Linked DNA regions of Mus musculus: region 1 is linked to region 2. A link is a contact called in public Hi-C data. All regions are on one chromosome and are shown on one strand. Each heading gives the region's core, a stretch centred on a gene start, on an enhancer-like site or on the middle of the called end of the contact. The rest is flanking DNA. Distances are from core to core; before and after follow the strand shown. Region 1 overlaps Cradd (CASP2 and RIPK1 domain containing adaptor with death domain). Region 2 has its middle 58 kb from the start of Gm29684.

Region 1 (6,459 bases), core at 598-3,097, 200 kb after region 2:
GGAAGGTGTTAAGCCAGGAATACTGAAGGGCAGAAGTTTAGAAGTGTCCAGCCATTGAGCTAGTCAAGACATAAAAATCAACTGGTGTGTGTGTGTGTGTATTTCATTTGCAAATCCAGGCTCTTGATCGGGTACAGACCTTTTAATGAGCTAATGTAGACAGTTGTCTCTTAGTGAAATTACCTCTTTACCATAGACCAAAGCAAATGAAGGATCCAAGAAATGCCCACAGGGCTGCAAGAATCCATTACTGCGACAGAGCTCCCACAGGCAAAGTCAGAAGATCTCTGTGTGTGTTAGTTTTCCTGAGCTTCCATTGCCTGCATCTTGAGGTGCTGGCTATCCTCGATAAAGGTTCTTTGATAACAAGAATTCCTAAGACTAAACTTCACTCGATTCTCGCCTCTTATGTGATAACGGCTGATCCTTTTACTTTTTCCCCCCACACATCTTGTCACATATGGTCTCCTCTGCAACAAATGTCTGCTGACAACTGATAACATTTGTGTTTGTTTAGCAACATTCTCGCGAAGTTGCTCTCATGACAGATAATAACTGTTATGATCATGACATTTTCAGATAGCTGAAAATAAAACCAATATGCTCATCTTTGCTGATAAGCTAGAAAGGTAAAAGGCTGAAGCAAGGAACACACATACACACACACAGTGTGAGGAATTGACGTAGGGAGCAAAAGCATGAATGGCTCCCGCCCCATTTTCTCATTTTAAAGTTAATAAAACTGGACCAGGCAACATTCTGCAGTTCAGTTAAGACTCGTGGGTGGCAGACAGAGCTCTGTGTGTTTGAGCCACTGACTCAATGGATGGTCCACACAAAAAGTCCAAAGTTCTAGACTTCCTCAGAACTTGATCTGCATAAAAGTCCCAGAGTTTCGGGCCTGCCAGGGATATAAAGTGAGCTCCTGTCTCAAACACACAACAAACAACAGCAACGACAGGTAAATAAGCAATGGGTTAGAGAGCTGGCTCAGTGGTTACGAGCAACTGATGCTTTGTAGAAGCCTGGAGTTCATCCTGATTCTGCTACAAAAAAATCAGTGATGACTGGAACATTTCCAATTGAATTCTCCAGAGCTCCTTTCTCTTGGGGTGTCACACTTTCCCCTAAACAACATTTAGTTATCTTAAGCTGCTCCTCCTCCTCTTCTTCTTCTTCCTCCTCTTCTTCTTCCTCCTCTTCTTCCTCCTCCTCCTCCTCCTCCTCCTCCTCCTCCTCTTCTTCTTCTTCTTCTTCTTCTTCTTTTCTCCTCTTCCTCCTCCTATTCCTCTTCCTCCTCCTTCCCCTCACCCTTCTCTCACCCTCCTTTTTTTTTTTTTTTTTTTTTTTTGATACAGGCTCACTCCATTGATCAGGCTCACAGCAACCCTCCCATCTTTTGCAATGCTGGTATTACAGTCTGGCCCCACTTCTGGCCACAAACAACTGTTTTAAAAAGACACTCTAAACTACATACACAGAAAAATCACAATGCAGGACTATTGGTTTGGCTTCATTTTAGTGAACAACAACAACAAAAAATAGGTCACTACATAGCTTGCAATCCTCCTGCCTCACCCTCCCAAATGTTGGGATTAGCCACCTAAATTTAAAACTCATATTCTTCACTCTCAAAAAGCCAGACTTGAACTTGTCTGTCCACATAATCCTGTTTGCTACATTTCAAAATCTCATAAGAGAAATTAACAGTAAATTACCCCAAATTCTTTCAGTGTCCTGGGACAGAACACTCACTTAAAATCCCAAACCCAGTGCACTCAAGTCAACCCTCTCATACAGTCCAGCCAGCTTTCCCAGCCTCAGCCTTCACGGGTCTCTGGCCTATCCACTGTGACCGCTGAGTTTCAGTTCCTGATTCTACAAGGTTTTCAGGGTGCGCTGGATATGACAATATGCTGGCGGTACAGGCAGAATGAAAAGGACTTTCAAAAAGCAGACACTTCACTTACAAATGAGGGACAATAAAGTGGATATAATCAAGGGACATTTGGGTAGCAAAAAGTGACATCTTGACAAAGTTACCATGGAGAGCACACCAGGTTCCAGCTGTTCTTTTTTAACGGCACCTAATGTATCCTCTGGTAACAAGTCTGACCGTGTACCGCCAATGCCTTACGTAAGAGAAAACTGAGGGCTTCGTTGATAAGAACAAGAGGGGCTGGAGAGGCGCAGTGGCAATTACAACACACTGGCTAGTCCTGCAGAGGACCTGGGTTCTGCCTCCAGCACCTACAAGGTACCTCCCAACCGTCAGTAACTCCACAGAAGTAGATGGGTGGTGGAGTGAGGCGGAGACAGTCATCCTGCTGTGGTTATCTGGCCCGAGGCCTGGAGGAAGAGGCAGCTGCACAGAGTTGCAGGTCCAGAGTGGTCCAGGGAGCGAACTGCAGTGCAAGGGCCTGGAGATGCAGGGAGGCTGGTGAGGTGAACCTGGCAAGCTCCAGGAACAGAAAGGAGAAGAAGGTGGCTCCATCACAGAGAGGAGAAAGAGTAGAAGGAGACGCTGGAGGCAGTGTGGATGCTAACATAATGGAGAGCCTGTGTTTATTGCAAACACAGCAAAAACCCGTTGTTGTATTTTGGACAGGAGAATAGTACAGCCCGACCTACGTGGTTTTATATACATAATACTTCTGTTGATTATTGGGGAATTTCACATTATGAACCCCAATCACACTCACTTCCCAGTCTTCCCAGGTCCAACTCTCTCCTTGTGACCCTCCCCACAAAACAAACAAACAAACAAACAAAGTAAATCAGTAAGTAAATAAATAAATACAAACAAGTCCAACTTGTATTGCCATATGCTCTCTGGAGTATGGAGCATGGTCAAACTTCCAGTAGCTAGCCCCTTAAAAATATCTAAGTTCTTTTCTACCGGCACCCCCACCAGAAGCCATCAATTCTTAAAAGCTACACTTCAGCATCCTTATCTCACATTGAAGAGTTCTCTTCATGGCTTCCTGTTTAGGCTGTTACTGGGGGAGGGGAGCTGTCCTAGAAGCCTTCTATGTCAGTCTTTCTCAACTGTGAATTTGCAGTCATTGGTAACCTGTGCCCTTTACAATCAGCGGGAACACAGATCGTGGACTTCCACGTGGTAGTGCAGACCACAGACATGATCACAACGTCCAGTAGCAGCATGGCCTGTGGATAACAACATGGCTGCAGGTAGCTGCACCGACCATGGGCATCCACATGGCCTTCAGGATTAACACGGGCCATAGACACCATCACAGCTCCTGGCTATAGCAGGATCATAGACCCAGACATTGCCCTCACTGGCAGCACGGCCCACAGACAACAGCATGGTCCATACTCACTATCGTAGTCCTCCGTGGCGGTGTTTCTTAAAGGTCCCGCTGGCTGCTATGTGAGAGACGGAATACAGAGACAAGCATGGAATCAAAGAAGCTAGTCCTGACACAGATGGTGAAACTGCACACTTCCAGCTTCCCTCCACTGTCTGTCAGCATTATGTGATCACCACGACAACAACCTTGCTCCTCTGACTCTTGGCCCTCTGTGTGTACCTTTCTTTTAAAGATTTGTATTATATTATTATTTGCTGTTGTTATTGTTGGTGGTGGTGGTGTGTGTGTGTGTTTGTGTATGTGTAACATGCGTAGACATGCAAGAGTCTCCACAGGCCAGTAAGTGCCACCTATGAACAGGGCATGGCCTGCACCAGATGTCCAGTCTGGTATGCAAGGACTTCCTGGCTTCTAGAATGGTGATAAATAAGCCACTGTTGGCAAACTATCCGGTTTATGGTTTTCTTTTCTACCATTTTAAGGTTCTGCCACACGGTTAACCAATACTTTTAAATATTAAGTATTCATTTATTTATTTACTTCGTTTGTTTGAGGGTCTGAGCATGTCATGCGGAGAGAAAGGAACAACTTGTGGAGTCGACTCTTTCCATCCACCACAAGCCTTGGACTAAGGCCATCAGGCCTGAGACACTTGGCTGCGACTTGGTTATGACCTGCCTCAACCCCCGCCATGTTAGTGTACCAGAAACCTGGTCTCCAGTGAGAAACTACTGGAGTGTGGAATCTCTAAAATCCAAGGCTATGGGTAGGCAGAAAGGCCCTGGGAGAAGAGCCCTTGAAAAGAATGACACAAGTCTTATAAGACCGGAAGAGTTCTCACAAGGATGCGTTGTTACAAGAAATCCCTCAGTAACTCTTTTTAGAAGGTGAATCCCAATCTGTCGCATGCACTCCTGACATAAGTCATGGGGCCCTCATCAAAGCTGATAAGGTCCCAGTACGGTCCGCCTATGCCTACAGAACCATAAGCTAAGCAGACCCTTCTGGCTTTATAAAGTATCTGACCTAAAGTATTTTGTTATAGCAACACCGGATTTAAGTCAGGAAGCAACGGGATTAGAGGGGAGTCAAGGAATCATATTTCAGAGGAACTTGTAGGCAATGACTAGCCCTTTGGAATTTATTTTCAATGAGATAAACAACCACCTGCTAACTGCCTCTCCCTGCTGTCATTCATGATTGTGTGATACCGGCATCCATGAAGACCCCTCACTCTGGCGTTTGCCCGTCAGCTGAAATCCCCTGGCCTCCTAGTCATCTCTTATACATTTCCTCTATTTCTGCAACCCTGTCTCAAGGGCGAGAGTCTGGCACGTTCTTCTCTGTGTACACGGGGTCTGGCACCTAAAAGATACTCAATAAATCTTTCTGGAAGGTGATCATTGTGACGGTGTGATCTCTTAGTGCCCCTTCCAGCTGGAGGATATATGGTTTGTTCTCTCATGACAAACTAGTTGGTACCAGGACTCAGAGAAGACTGACAGCTTTCTAGATATGTTGACATTAGTCAGGCTCTTCATCATGTGACAAGGATGTGCTGCAGCAGATTATTTTTGTGTGAGTGAGCACTCCAGCACTTGGAAGGGTCCTGGTACACAGACTGGCCACTGGATCACCACACCATTAGCCTGCTGTGCTTCAGGAGCAGGGGTGGGGGTACTTATAAATTGTTACTTGGTAAATACTTTTCTGATGGGGTTGATGGTGGCCTGAAATCCTTTCTTTGTTCTCCTTTGAAAGATGGAGATACCTCCATCTCTGCCCTCACTTGGCCCTGAACCTTGGCTGATCTTAGTGACATCCTTGACCATAACATGCCAGAGGACTCGTGTTCTGAGGGTTGTACAGAGGTGATGCTTGCACACTATGCCTGGTAGTACTTTCAAAGAAACCTGGGACCCTGAAATTCTTCCCTCAACTTCTGAGGAAGTCAGTTTCCACGCTGTGAGGAAGTGTAGCATTGATAGAGACCCAGGCAAGCGCCCAGCCAGGAGGACCCCAGCTGTCAGCTATTGCAGGCACTGAGAAAGAAGCCATCTTAGAAGTGCATCTTTCAGGCCTGTTGCTTCAACTAATACACAGTGACGTGTGCTAACTTCTCCTGAATTTCTAATCTGTGACATAGGAGCTATATTTAATAGTGGCTTTAATAACCAAATTGGGGGACAAAGTGCTGCCCAGTATACTGAAACAAGACAAGGGAGCAGAAATATTCACCATGCCACATTGCTACTGGCTGTAATCCGCAAAAGTGCCTCCTCCTGATCATTCATAAAAATGGCAGATTCAGTCAGGTCTAATATCCAGTGATGGTTCCACACAGATTTAACTCACAGGACATGAAACACTCTGGTTACGTGACCCAGGAGTTCTCTGAGTCAATCATTCTGACAGGATTTCAGGTCAACAAAAGTCACCTGAAATGTACCCAAGGCAAAACTACAACATCAATGTGAATTGGACGTGTCATAAAATTCAGCGACTGGGCAAACTATATGTACACTCTTTCTCAGTCCATCCACAGACAAGAAAATAATTTACTATACTACTTAAAAGGCACAGGTAAGACCTAACACAGAAATGAAATGTGCAATCACATCATACTTATAAATATTCTAACTCCTAAATAATGATTGCATTTAACAGTGGGGAGTTCTAAAATTATCCTCAGATGCTACAAGAATAGGAAAACACTTGATTGCAAACGGTCCTTTCCTTTACAGCATCCTTTGGTGTATACAAAGCAGCTCTATCTTGGAGCCAAAAGGCCCTTAAAAGGTGAGCCTCTTTTACCTGTTGGTTTCACACACACACACACACACACACACACACACACACACACACACACACACGGCCACAGCAGCCATTTTCAGCTCTGCCAATGAGAAGCTTTGGGAAAAACAGCCCTTTCATCCTTTGCCCTTCTCCCAAGTCACCTTCTTCAAGTTAGATTTATCTCTCCACAAAACCATAGAGAAGATAAGGTTGGACCTGAGGAAGGGAATGGATGATTTTAAGCTAGGCACAGTGCACACTTATAATCGCAGCACTTGGGATCAAAGACAGGTGGATCAGGAATTTACAGTCATCCTATATGGGGAGT
Region 2 (6,590 bases), core at 871-3,370:
GACCCCCTGGGTTTGCTTCCCAGATTCTCTAAACTGGGCATGATGGTGGTGCAGACCTGTTTACAGTATTAGGTAAGTAGAGGCAGGAGAATAAGCCTAAGTTTTAAGGCAGCCTGGACAACAGGAGACCTTATGAAGAAGAAGAAGAAGAAGAAGAAGAAGAAGAAGGAGGAGGAGGAGGAGGAGGAGGAGGAGGAGGAGGAGGAGGAGGAAGAAGAGGAGGAAGAAGAGGAGGAAGAAGAGGAGGAAGAAGAGGAGGAAGAAGAGGAGGAAGAAGAGGAGGAAGAAGAGGAGGAAGAAGAGGAGGAAGAAGAGGAGGAAGAAGAAGAGGAAGAAGAAGAGGAAGAGGAAGAAGAAGAAGAAGAAGAAGAAGAAGAAGAAGAAGAAGAAGAAGAAGAAGAAGAAGAGGAGGAGGAGGAGGAGGAGGAGGAGGAGGAAGAGGAGGAGGAAGAAGAAGAAGAAACAGAAGAAGAAGAAGAAGAAGAAGCAGCAGCAGCAGCCAACAAAACCAAAAAAAATATCAGGGGAAAAAAAGATGCTTACATTTTTCTTAAATGTCAAAAATATAGTCTTATAGATACAGGATGCGATGCAAACAGTGGAGAAGTGACAGACAGCAGGACCGAGCTGAAGCCAGTGGAAATAAAAGGTCACGAAGGTAGAATTGGAAGTTCCTTCTTTCTCCTGAGGAGCAACACAGTCAGAACACGGATTACATCCCTAGCCCAACCCCAAATGGGCGACAGAAAGGTATGTTTAAGGCCAATGCAGAGTTCTGGATCCACCCTGTAAAGCAGCCGAAGGAAGACATCAATGTGAGCAACTCTTCAGATGGTAGTGAGTGTGGAAACAGGAGGAAATGGGAAGGGATGGATTTGATAGAAAGAATAAAAGCAACACAATGGTATAAGTATGAAAGAAAGGATATTCAGACAGGACTCTGTGGTTTCAGATCTGGGAGAAGGGAAGTATCCTTATGAGCATGCGTGGGGAGCTGGCTTGGAATGTGACAGCAACTGCTATGCTTTCTCCCATATTTGTCTGTTCTTCTCCAGTGTAACTGGATGTGTGGGTTGATGACTGGGCGAAGCCCTCTTCAGCGCAAACTTCTGTGCAGCTCAGTGTCCATTGGTAGCTGCTTGCCTATGAGCTTCGGAAGAGGCCCTGTTACTCAGACTCTGTTAATAGAAACTTCCCGTGAACCATGGGGGTGGGTGAGTGGGAGGGGACTGTCCCAAGCTTCCTGCACAACTGGTCTTAAATGTACCATTCATGGTTCTTTGAAATAGACAGGGACAGATGGCCACTCATCCGGAGCAGGACAACAAGGGTAAACTGGGTGGGAGCAGCAGAAAGAATGAATTATGTTTAGCCTGAATAACTGAGGCATGAGACGAGGGTCATGGTGTGGCACCTGTCCCCAAATATCTTAAGAATCGTCCCTTTAGAATGTTCTGGGTGGTTCCCTTGGTAGGGGAGTTTTCCTGAAGTTATGGCATGACACTGAGGCAGATGGGATTAGAGAGAGGTCTTCATAAGCTTGTCCTTATGACCACACACCCTTCCTAGCAGACACCATTTGAGAATGGCTTGGCGTCATTCACCCTTCAGTATGAATATATGGCTTAGGCTCTCTACAGAAGGAAGGGAGCATTAGAAGAGGCTGACGACTTTCCTCCCAGCGACCTCCTCCCTTCTCAGTCCCTGTTCTCCACACCCATTATTCTCTCTCCTCCCCACCCATGACGAAACTTTCCTAATAAGCTACCTCAGTGTCGCTTTAAGAAGCCGAATAGTCTAAACTCTTCAAGAGCCGCTTTAGTAAAGGAAATGTACAGCCTAAGGCAAGAGAAATCTGGGGGTGTCGACCAATGAGGTGACTTTGGTCAAAACTCCCTTTCTGAGCTCCAGTTTCTTCAAACAAGAGGATTTAAAATTCCTTCCTGGTTCTATACTTCTGTGACAAAACATTAATTTAAGGTAGTTCACCTTTTTTTTTTTTTTTTAAGGAAGCTATCCAAGACTTTCTTCTTGCAAGACTCTGCTGCCACTCACCGATGTGCCCACACTGCCCTCCTCTATTGATTGAGCTCCCACTTCTCTTTTCTTCCCATTATCTGGGTAATCTTTCTTTCTTCCTGTTCCTCTTGAGTAAGTGCCACCCATCCTCCGAGGTTCTTTTGAAGGCTAATGTATTTGCTGTTTATATGCTGACTAATGGATGAGACTGAAGTGTGTGTGGCAGGAAGCGAGTCCCTTGCTCTCAAACCTGCCTTTCTGCTTAGTAAGTATTGGTTAATTGCTGGCACAGTTGAGAGGCTCAATCTGTAGTGGCAGATCTGAGCAGCATCACAGTTGGTAACGGTGCTAGGAGATCAGCAGACAGCTACGTTTTTCCCCTTCCCAGTCACATAGAAAAGATTGGCCTTGACAGACCTCTATCCGGGCAAGTATATTAGGGCATAATGTGGCACTCCAGAATAGTGGAAAAGACTCAGTTCTGTTTAAACATATTTTATCTCATCACCATTCAGTCTGCAAATACTCACTGTGCAATGACCCTGTACCAGGCGCTCTGCTAAGTACTTTACATAAGTCACCTTGCTTGACGTTCATCATAAATCCCATTAGGTTGTTAATATTAGGTTCCTACTGACGCGTGGGGACACAGATACGCAGGGGAGTTAAATAACTTGCCTAGGGTCACTAGAAAACAACAACAAAGCCAAGAAGAGTCCATCCCAGGCTGCCTGATTGCTAGAAGCTGAGTGCTGACCCAGGCTTCCAGCCATGCCTTCAATAAGTACAGGCTCCTCCTTCCATCCTAGAAACCAGGAGAGACTATTTAGAAGACAGGTTATTGGGATTCACAGAAGCCCTACAGACAAACACAAGCTGTCATGGAGCACACAGCAGGCCATGGGAAGGCTCCCGGGATGTCACATGCATGTGGTATTTCCTACAACAAGCTGAGGAAGGCCAATGATGCAGGGCTCTCCATACCAAGGTCATGAAAGAACCCACAAAGTGAACGGCCGTGGGAAGGGCGTGACTGTGTATTATAAAGACAGATAGGGAGTCGGCAGAGGAGGGAGACTGGGGTGTCTCACTGGGGTTCCAGAACAATGGTACTGACTGTATGCCAGGGTGGCAGGGTTCTACGAAGAGAAGAATGATGTAGTAATCCGACGTATGCATCAGGGAGCTAACTCAGTTTGTAGTTTGAAGTTAAATGAAGTGGGTGGGGTAGGGTGCATATGCCTCTAAACCAGCACAGAGAAGGCAGGGTACACTCAGAGCCAGCCTGGACTTCATAAAAAGATTCCGCCAAGAAAGAAAGGGGGGAATGTGTAGCAGGCTCCTCCCTTTCCAGCAGAACCCAGGGCTTGTTCAGCATTCTCTTCTCACAACCATGGCTGTTAATAAGAATCTTCCGAGATGTTCTGGAGAGGTTTTCTCCCTCCTGCGTGAAGCCTGACAGGACAGATGGCTGTCCTGTCTCTGACTACGCCGAGTACAGCACTCAGAAGGGATCAGGTGGACTAGCTGGAGGATGAAGCTGCCACTTGGGGGAGTTTGAGGCTAAGAGATGCAGAGGGCTCAGTGTAACCATGGCTGACAGACGCGCTTCGGCCCTGAAGCAGCAGATCCTTGGAAGGAAACTGCTCGTTGGTTTGCTGACTTGCTATTTTCTTTTAGGATTGTTGCTTCTGGCAAACCTAGGCAGAAGGCTCGCTGCCACCACACCAAAGCTGGTTTCTGGCTTTTGTCTGGAGACATCTCCTCTCAGTCCTGCCACTCTCATCCTCCCTGTGTGGGACACACACGAGCTTTCAACATGCCCACAAACCCCTCGGTTTCCAATTGAGTTCAACACCAGTAAGCTTCGGATTGGGTGGGGGCAGACTAGTGAATTTAGAGTGCTGAGTTCCTGTTACCTGGGAACCTGCCTATGGTTACCGTATAACTCTAATTTTTTCAAAGTCTATTTTTAATGATGGTTATTAAATGCTTTAACCTCCCTTTCAACCCACCAACCCACCATAGGCAGTGGAAAAGAAAGGATACAAAGGCAGTGGACCTGTTTAGAGGGGTTCTTTGGAGCAACTCCCATCTGTGTCGTCTGGAAATTGACAGTTCTGTTCACAGGTTAGCTACAGCAGCCTGATCCACTCACAGGCACTTTAACTGAGACACCAGCAGACCAGTTCAGTAAAGTTAGAGTTAGCAAACAGGAATCAGCAGCGGTGGCATGACCTAGCAGAGACAGCCAGGCCTCAGCCTTGGCACAAGTCAGTAGGAGGGATGGCAGAAGTTCTTGGCTGTGCCTCTCTCAGCAAAGTGAAGATCAGTGAAGACAGTGGAGACACAAGACCAACAAGCATTGCACAGCTAGCTCTATAAGCAAGCCTAGCTCAGCCTCCATCACTGTCCATTGAGTCCTTTTTATACTCCCTGCAAATATGTGTCCTCCACAGGTCTCGCCTCAGCACATGTGTCTGTCTCAGCTGACACCACTCTGCCAATCAGCCCAAGTCCTTGGAATTGGCAAGAAACTGCAGCACACCACCCAAAGTTTTTCGGCATGTTTCTCTCTATGGAGTCTTGACAAATGCAGCTCAACTACACAAAGGAAGGTGGACCAATACATGCTTTGCTAGTGAGGAATCCTTCATCATATGTCCTTTCACCTTCTTGCTTTAGCAGAACGTTCTTTTTCATGTGTCCACTTCAGCTAAACATTCCTTCACATGTTTGCCCCAGCAAAACACCATCCAACCGACTTTCCGAAGAACTCTTACGTTTCCACTTCACTACAATCCTTATGGAAACTCTCTAACTCCTATAAAGCAATCCATTCCCCAAGCCTCTAGATTCCAGAAAATGCTCCCTGCTGTTGCTCCTTGTCTAACGTGGGGAAACCCTGCATCCCACTCCTTCACTGATCATGCCTGGGTAACTATCAGCTCTCTGGTTTTCTAGAACCCCACCTTGAGTCTACTTCTCTGTTGTGTTGGGATTTCAGCAGGGCTTGTTCATGGTGCTCATCTGGGGCATTTGAAAAACAGATGCCAGGGCAAACTTTAATAAGTAAGCACAGTCAAACCGCAACCCCAAGAAGCCAATCGGGGAGAAACACCAGACAGGAGCATTATAGACTACTGTACAATCCAGCAGAGGTTTGCCAAGACTGATGGGAAGTCTCAGGCCAAAGGCAGACATCAGAGGAGTCCTCTGTCTCCTAGGATAGGCTGTCTCATTCTTACTGGGCTCGATCCCTGCTTAGGACAGAGTATGGCCTCTATGGAAATCTAGTGTTGGGCTCCAGAGCACATACTTCTCTCCTGTGAGAGGCAGCCGATGAGGTATGATTTTTTTTCAGGGACCCCCCCACATTCATTCCATCAACACTTAAGAAAAAAAAAATTATGTGAGTACACTGTCGCTTTCTTCAGACCCACCAGAAGAGGGCGTCAGATTTCATTACAGATGGCTATGAGCCACCATGTGGTTACTAGGAACTGAACTCGGGACCTCTGGAAGAGCAGTCAGTGATCTCAGCCGATGAGCCATCTCGCCAGTCGGTCGACACTTTTGGTATTATCTCCAACCTTGAATGTTTTCACCTTGCTATAATGATTTTCCCCAACAAGGTTGTATTCAGGTTCAAAATGTGACAAAGCACGATGCTGTACACTTTCCATCCCAGCATTTGGGAGTCAGAGGGAGGTAGATCTCAACGAATTAACGGCCAGTCTGGACTATAAAGTGAGATTCCGGCCCATGGGTGCTGCATAGCGAGGCCCTGTCTAAAAAGAAAGAGAGAACAGAAGGAAAATTCTTAACAGACAGACAGACAGACAGATGACTGCAAAAGAGCTAGCTCCTGTACTTGAGAATGCGCCTGAGAGAAAAGTTCAGTATGCCTTCTCAGTCAGATAGCTATGTCAGCATACCCTGCTACAAAAATATTGGCTGGCTGACTTAGCTAACGATGCAGTCTTGGTGTTATTTATTATCTTACAAATTTATAACCCCAGTGTTCTGATGATTAGACAAAGTCAAAACCTGACCTTGTCAGCATGCCAGCAATTTATCTATCTTCAAGTCAGGCTCCTGTTAATCACATTCAAGAGGCTGGTGGGGATATCAGCTTGCCCGCTGCATGCAGAAAGCACCTTCAGAAGGACATGAGCATTTGAAGGCCTGCGGATCAGTACATTGTTCCCCAGAGGAAGCTAAGATCTAACTGAAGATTTCTGAATGTGATGTTAGATGAAATAGACCTAGACTACCTGGAAGGTTCTATCAGCGCAGTAAGATGTAACCTCCTGCCCTGTTCACACCATACAAGGACATTCTTTCAGGCAGAATGGGAATTCTAGATATACCCATGCATTAGGACAGATGTTATAAATCTACTAAGCTCACTTTTCCACTGAGTAGATTTCTAACAAGCACGACCAACGTTCGACTCCTCCCCCATTTCCATGATTGGCTGTCGGATCTACCCCTCCCCCTCTCCGGCCCAGCCAGTTCCAAGAGCTTTCCAGATCATTCTCTTGTTTTCTATTAAAGCCCTCACAGCA

What was found. Hi-C and Micro-C count contacts between places; a contact is called where the count stands out from the background.
Region 1: a Hi-C map of bone marrow-derived macrophages shows a contact between it and region 2, with 26 read pairs. The contact joins two enhancer-like sites. A contact is called at or near these places in 20 of 484 Hi-C or Micro-C datasets (bone marrow-derived macrophages, embryonic stem cells, granulosa cells and 2 more), 6 of 115 datasets of contacts at active chromatin or transcription factors (the 230-238 cell line, embryonic stem cells, fibro-adipogenic progenitors and 1 more) and 1 of 9 other capture datasets (embryonic stem cells).

What each region holds. Positions count from the first base shown.
Region 1 is chr10:95,289,479-95,295,937 of GRCm38.p6, forward strand. All of the region lies in intron 2 of Cradd (CASP2 and RIPK1 domain containing adaptor with death domain), which reads right to left. Among named protein-coding and RNA genes, the nearest start is that of Cradd, 31 kb to the right of the region's middle. Within about 2 kb of position 1,848, at least 66 of the 459 cell types and tissues checked have an H3K27ac peak or open chromatin away from gene starts, as enhancers often do. A contact at or near this core is called in bone marrow-derived macrophages, where this site is marked.
Region 2 is chr10:95,084,766-95,091,355 of GRCm38.p6, forward strand. No RefSeq gene overlaps it. Among named protein-coding and RNA genes, the nearest start is that of Gm29684, 58 kb to the right of the region's middle. Within about 2 kb of position 2,121, at least 40 of the 459 cell types and tissues checked have an H3K27ac peak or open chromatin away from gene starts, as enhancers often do. A contact at or near this core is called in bone marrow-derived macrophages, where this site is marked.